Linked DNA regions of Danio rerio: region 2 is linked to region 1. The links are chromatin contacts, called in public Hi-C maps. All regions are on one chromosome and are shown on one strand. The core of a region is the stretch at or near the end of the contact, and the rest is flanking DNA. Distances in the headings are between cores, read along the strand shown.

Region 1 (3,360 bases), core at 236-2,735:
AATTTTAATTATTCATTCATTCATTCATTCATTCATTCATTCTTTTATTCATTCATTCATTCATTTTTGTTTCATTGGAATGAGATTTTTCTTATGGACATCATGGATGTGATTCAATGTGTTAAAGTATATATAAAGTAATTATATTTTCTGTCTGTTGTGTGAGTTTAGAATATTTTTTTAAGTCTACACTTAACCCTAGTTCTGAATCAGTGCATTTAATGTTTGCCATGCAGAAATGTGATTCAATGTGTTGAAGTGTGTATAAAGTAAACATACTGTAAAGTCACACTTTATATTGTCTAAGTTCGGAATCTTTGACCCCTAGTTTTGAATCAGGGCATTTAACGTGAAGAAATGCTGGTGTTTTCCATGAAGAGAGTTTGTCTTGTGTTGCGGGTTGTGTTTTTGTGTCTTCCATTATCTTAGATGTGTGTCTCATCTCATCGTTCATGCGCGATGCCGATTGATGGTGTTAAATATGCCACAGTAAAAGTCTTCCTTCCTGACTGACTCCATCGATCCCGCTTCACACTCCGGCCGACGTATTGACGTGGGCGTGTTTTGATCAAGGCCTCGTTCAGATAGGGGTGACTTTGTAATTATATTCTTTTTAATTGCTTTCGCTTATCAGGGCTCTCATCTGCCAACGAGACCGTACCGCGGCGGACAACGATCTGACGGCAGAGCGGAGCAGAGCACACCTGATGTTTCTCTCTCTTCTCCTCTCCTCATCCCTCTCTCCCTCCTTTTCCTCACAGTATTACTGCTGCTCTGCTCTTAATGAGTTTCCGTGTGCATTGCGGATTCATTGATAAATGACAGCTTTATCAGAGCAGATCGCTGAACTTCGCCTCCTGTAATTTGTTTGTTGAAGAGTGTTGTCTAAAGCAGATTAGCGCTGTATAGATTTAGTTTTCCCTGCTTTACACACCCTCTCATCTCTGCTTTAACTAACGACACTGAAAGAATCTTTTATACGTTTTTTGGCTCACGTCTGTTTTGCTTTCGTAAATCACATTTTTCTTGGAGGGTTTGTTTAGCGTGGCGGTAATTTGAAGGTTGTTGTTAAGTTCTGTTTGCTTTGCCAGATATGCTTGCATGTTGATGATGTTGAACGTTACAGCAATTTAAGTCATTCGGTGTGTTTGGTGAACGTCTGCCTCCCTCTATCAGAGAGCAAACATTGTGCCAGTCGCTTTTTTTCGCTTTTCAATACTGCTTTTTTATGTGTGCGCGTGTGCAGGCCTCACTAGATAAAGCTCATTTACACAGTTCAGAGTTTTGGGCTATGCCTTTCCGGCAGTGTTTTCACCGCCTCTGACGTTAGATTACACCACATTACACATGTATAGCACACAAGCGCGTGCGGGAGATTTGCTCTCGCTCGTATCCTCCCAAATTTCCTTATGTTTTAGCGAAGGCTGTTGTGTTTAAATTTTTAAAGCCGTGTAGCTTAGCATGGGAAAAAGGCCCCGGAAATGTGATTTAGTCATGCTTGCATATTTCGTGGTTTTGTACAAGGCCCAAAAAACTCCCCCTCAGCCTCAAGCTTAGGCAAATGAACTTCTCTCGCTTCAGCAAGAAAACTTAGCAAGGTTGTAATGTGAAATGATGAAATTCACATGAAAGTGCTGTCATTTGAACAGAACACATCTTTCTTTTGTCACATAATATCACAAAAAATGGATCATATTGTGTTGATAACTTCCTCAATCTCTTCTTTTGCCAGATTTCTCAAAAAGTAGCACACTGAAGAGGCCATTGGTTTGTGATTGAATTTCTATGCGGGCTTCAGTGTTTGCATTTCTAAAATGACACTAAATATATGTCTATACTGTGCTTTCTCTTGGCATCTTGTTCCATTCGAATTCTAATTTTTATAATAGAGCTTTTCATTCGGTTCAAAGCAGTTCAATGAATCCTTCACAACTGAAAGTCCAACATAATTGGAAACTAAAGGCAGATTGCAGACAGACACATTTAGGGACAATTTAATCATTAAATTCAAGGTGCAGCTGAATAATTGAGAAGCGGTTAAAGAGAAAACAATGATGCATAATTGAGGTAAATGGACTGCCACTTGATGAATCAAATGACTGTCCCAAATCTGTGCTGTGTGGAAGAGAGGTCTATAAGACTGCTGACCTTGTGAATGTGTGTAAACATGAACATAAAACTGTTGTGAGATGTTGCCACAGGCGTCTTAAGTGGATTACAACTTTTAAAGAGTGTGTGTGATTAAAGCTTCTGTTGTTTGTGAGCCTTTTTTAGTGTGCATTTGTTAAGCCATTTTTCTTGTCTTTCTGTCGCTTTTCAAAGATTTTATTTGGACCTAGACGTCTTTGGGTTTAAATATTCAGTGTAAATAAGCCCATTTTTATTTAAATGTTGGGTTTAAAGATTTAAGAAAATAATTTTTTACTTGGGTGTTCACACTAAGTGTTCACATTAGGTTTGACTTCCTGTTTAAAGTTATCTTGATAAGAGTTTTTTTTACCCGTAGTGCTTGAGTTACGTAGGGTTCAATGACTTAATGTCATCAATTATGCAGACCCCATAAATAGGTTATTTTGAGTAACTGGAACTACTGCTCCAAGACAAAATAAAAGTGATAATATGTTGCAAAAAGCCTGATCACAAACATCAGAAGTTTGTAAATAGTCTGCGCAGAAGCTGCATAAAACTTTCTTCAGGAGCACCATACTGATACTCTTTGACCTATTGATGTTACTTTGCTTTGAAATGTGGTGTGGACAAAGATGGGTGGTGGTCACTAGAATATAAAATCACTGATTATTAACAGTGTCACAAAATATTCTGTGACAGAATAGGGAGTGATGTAATTATTGCGATGGTAAAAATCACCAAAAAAAAAAAAAAAAAAGAAAGACTGCAGACATGCAGTCAACTTTTATGTTCAACTTGGATCGTGTAAACTCTGTTTTAATCTTTTAGAGGCTCTTGTTTCAGGCAGTATAGTTTTGCACTTTTTTGGCTCTTTTAAATGCATGAAACATAAAATACATGTATTTTTGCTTTTTTGTTAGGTAGAATTTATGTGAAATCAGTGGTAGATGATGCCCAAGAATCTTGTTTGTTTTTATTATTGCACTTTTTATGCTATGAAATTTGAAGTATTTTTTCTTGAAAAAATCATGAACGTTTGAAATGGTAATGGAAGAAGGTGTATTTAAGAACAGATTAATTGACTTTTAAATAAACGATGGATTATTTGAAAGCAAAATGATTGTTAACTGCAGCCTTTGAAGTATTGCATAAAAACTTAGATGAGGTATTTAAAAAAGTACTGATCAAAATCAGATACCTTACTTTTACAGATACAGATACCTTAGAGAT
Region 2 (3,203 bases), core at 212-2,711, 190 kb after region 1:
TGGTGTCATCCTTCCTCCAGCGTTCAAAAGTAATTCCAATATGGATTCAGGATTTTAAAAAGTTTTGATTTAGCATTTGTTTTTATCACTCACACTTGTGTCCACGTGGCTGCGGCGTGTGTGTACGCGCAAATGGCGGATCTGCGTGAACAGGTGTGCAGTTGTACAAATCTACATTTGTTGACAGATAGTTTGGGCTACTTATCAGAATTATGGAAATTATCTGCCAGACAATTTTTAATTGGATGAACATTTTTTAGTCTTATACCTCAACCAGAATATAAAAATGAATTTAAATACATTTAGATCATTTACTTTAATTAGTATTATTGGAATGTAAAGAGACTTTTAACCAGCACAACAAAAATGTTTCTGAAGACAATCACCTACTGCCCCTTTAAAGGTTCATAAATATGGAATATTGTACTTTGACCAATTGTCATTGCTTGCAAATAAATACTCTAAATGATAAATTTTTATTTGAAATTTTGAAAATAAGTTATAACAATAAAATAAAAATGACAATAAGGAAATATATCAAACAAAAATAAACATTTTACTTTAAACATGTACCTATTTTATTTTTTAAATTCCCATTTTGAAAATTTATTTATATTACTAAACAATTTGTTGCACTTTTTTTAATCTTATATAATTTAGTCAATTTAAAAAGTCTTTTCCCATATGGATATGTTTTTTTGTTAAAACTACTCCGTTTTAACAGCAAACGTAATGCCTCATTCCCACCAAAATCCAATATTTTCACTTAATCTACAATGCAAAGCTTCCTCCTCTTAATGTTCAAAAACATCAATCTTCTATTTTCACTATAGTTGAAATATTTACTTTTCTCTCTTTTGATTTCTCTCATTTTGTAGACAGAAGGGATTTAAAATCAAAATATTAACTAATAGCGCAACAGAGGCTAAATTCAGTGTAACGCCGTGGTCTCATTCAATCAGCGCTCCCTGAGTTAACACAGTCACCCGAGGGAAGAACTCAAAGTTACCATAACATATTAAACACATTAAATACGCCACTCCAAAATGCCTCGTTCCGCTCACAAAGCCCCCCAAATTTCCGCTCAGATCTCAGTCCCTGTTTCCCTCTGGAGCAAACCAGCGAAGGGAGGAAAAAAAAGAGAAAGAAACGTTAATAGAATTCTCGGCTGAGTTCAATCTGTGAGTATGCGTTTGCATTTATGCATTAATACGCTCATCCGGGACAGGGACCCACGGAAATGAAGGAGGTCTGTTATTTGTTTTCTTAAAGATTTCGCAATCAAGTCCAATCAGTTTTTTTTATTGGTATTTCTACACTATTAAGAAACGTCTCCTGCCTTTTAGGAGTAAGAGGATGCAGAAATAAATGAATGCAAATGAAGGAGAGAGGTGGGGGACGAGCAGGACGGGGGCGAGAGGGGGACGGGTCTGTGTCTTCTGATAAGGGTGTTTGTGTTTCTCTCGAGGGCGACGGGAGTTGCCCCACCAGCAGGGCAAGCGGGTAGGAGGTAACCGGGCATTATATGGGAAGACACTGTGGCCATAGTGGAAATGAACATCTGACAACATCATAACCAAATAAAAAAGCAATATAAAGCTGTCAGTGCTACTGTAGAATAAACTACAATTGCAATACAGAATAAAGCTGTACTTGCAATAAAACAAACACAAAAATTAAAAAGCAGAGAGGAACGCCTGACTAAATGTAATGTTGATGGAAACAGACTACTTAAAACATTTGACAAAAACAACTACTCATATTTCTTAATAATAACTTACCCATATTACTAAGGTTTTTTTTATTATTATTTTAAACATGCCACAAGCTTAAAAATACAATAGAAACATTCTACAAGAATACACAGTAGTAAATCTTACGCCATGGCTGCACCATTAAAAAAACACAATACATTTCGAGACAGCTGGTGCTCAACTAAAGTTTGTAGAATTACTGCAAAAACACATTTTCTGTCCCAACTTTTGAAAGCCACCAGTACATTACAGTTTTACGCAGTGTTTTTTTTATCCCCATCCTTCATTACTGTTGCGTCATACTCGTGAGGGTTAAAGAAGTGGAGTGATGCTTAATATTTGTCAGATTTGCACTAATGGGGCACTTCATTTTCCAGGCATCTGAAGCAGTTTAATTTAGGGATTGGATGAGTGTTGCTTCAGTAACATGTAAACTGATGCTCTTTAATAATGAGCTAATACAGTCATTGACATGAAGGTTAATTGTTTGATGATGGATTACTTACTGTCTGCAAACTGCTGTTTCTCATTGTAGTAATGCTGATCTGTAGGAGAGGCTGCACAAAGAGGGATACATTGTTAAAAAAAAATCATTTTTATGAGAGAGGATGTATAAGTGAGTTGTGTGTGCATATTGTGGGTGATCTGGACATGTGGTAAAAGCAAACTGAATTAAAGCATATATTTTAAAATGCTAAACAGTTTAACTTGTCTACTAATAATTGTCCCAACACTAACAATTTTCCAAAACTCAAGAACTCTTAAACCATAAAGCCAAATCAAGACCTGCATTTAATAGCTTTCTGTGACATCAATATTTATGTGATAAATGTGGAATGTTAATGCCAATTAGCCTTTAACCTGTTAATGTTTCTTTAATTGTAACAGCTGAGATACTAAATTATACACAATTAATATATTCACAATTTTTGATTTTGGTTTGTGATGAAAACAACATAGAGGACAGTTACAAAATTTGCAATAAAAATATCATATTAAAAATTACTTTAATGCAAAACTTTTCATATTGCTTTAGCAATTCATTTTTAAATTGTTATTTCATTTTTTTACATTATTATGGTGCTTAGAAGTATTATATCTGTAATGAATTTTCATTGCTTAAAATTGAAAGTTTGCCTGAGAATGGGACAATATGTATTAAAGCAGTTTTGTTTGGAAAAAAATAAAGAAGTTAAATTATATTTAAAATACAGAATACAACAAAATAAAAAAATTATTACAAAATCTATCGCTAGCACATCAAATTAATATTGTGGATGATCTGGATATGTGGTGAAATAATGCATTTTTTTATGCTAAACAGTTTAACTTGTCTACCAATAATTGTCCAACACTAACAATTTTCAAGAAACTCTTTCCGATAAAGCCAAATCAAGTATTGCATTAAATAGCTTTCTGTAACAGAAATGGCATTTTCAATATTTATGT

Evidence for each region. Hi-C and Micro-C count contacts between places; a contact is called where the count stands out from the background.
Region 2: a contact with region 1 is called in a Hi-C map of embryo, with 2.3 times the contacts expected there. The contact joins two enhancer-like sites. A contact is called at or near these places in 1 of 18 Hi-C or Micro-C datasets (embryo) and 1 of 4 datasets of contacts at active chromatin or transcription factors (caudal fin).

What each region holds. Positions count from the first base shown.
Region 1 is chr17:25,542,031-25,545,390 of GRCz12tu, forward strand. The region is part of intron 10 of ehbp1 (EH domain binding protein 1); the gene reads left to right. Among named protein-coding and RNA genes, the nearest start is that of ehbp1, 84 kb to the left of the region's middle. Within about 2 kb of position 1,486, at least 3 of the 62 cell types and tissues checked have an H3K27ac peak or open chromatin away from gene starts, as enhancers often do.
Region 2 is chr17:25,728,205-25,731,407 of GRCz12tu, forward strand. It overlaps wdpcp (WD repeat containing planar cell polarity effector), which reads right to left. Exons shown (of 19, transcript XM_073928533.1): 5 at 2,261-2,311. Among named protein-coding and RNA genes, the nearest start is that of mdh1ab, 36 kb to the right of the region's middle. Within about 2 kb of position 1,462, at least 3 of the 62 cell types and tissues checked have an H3K27ac peak or open chromatin away from gene starts, as enhancers often do.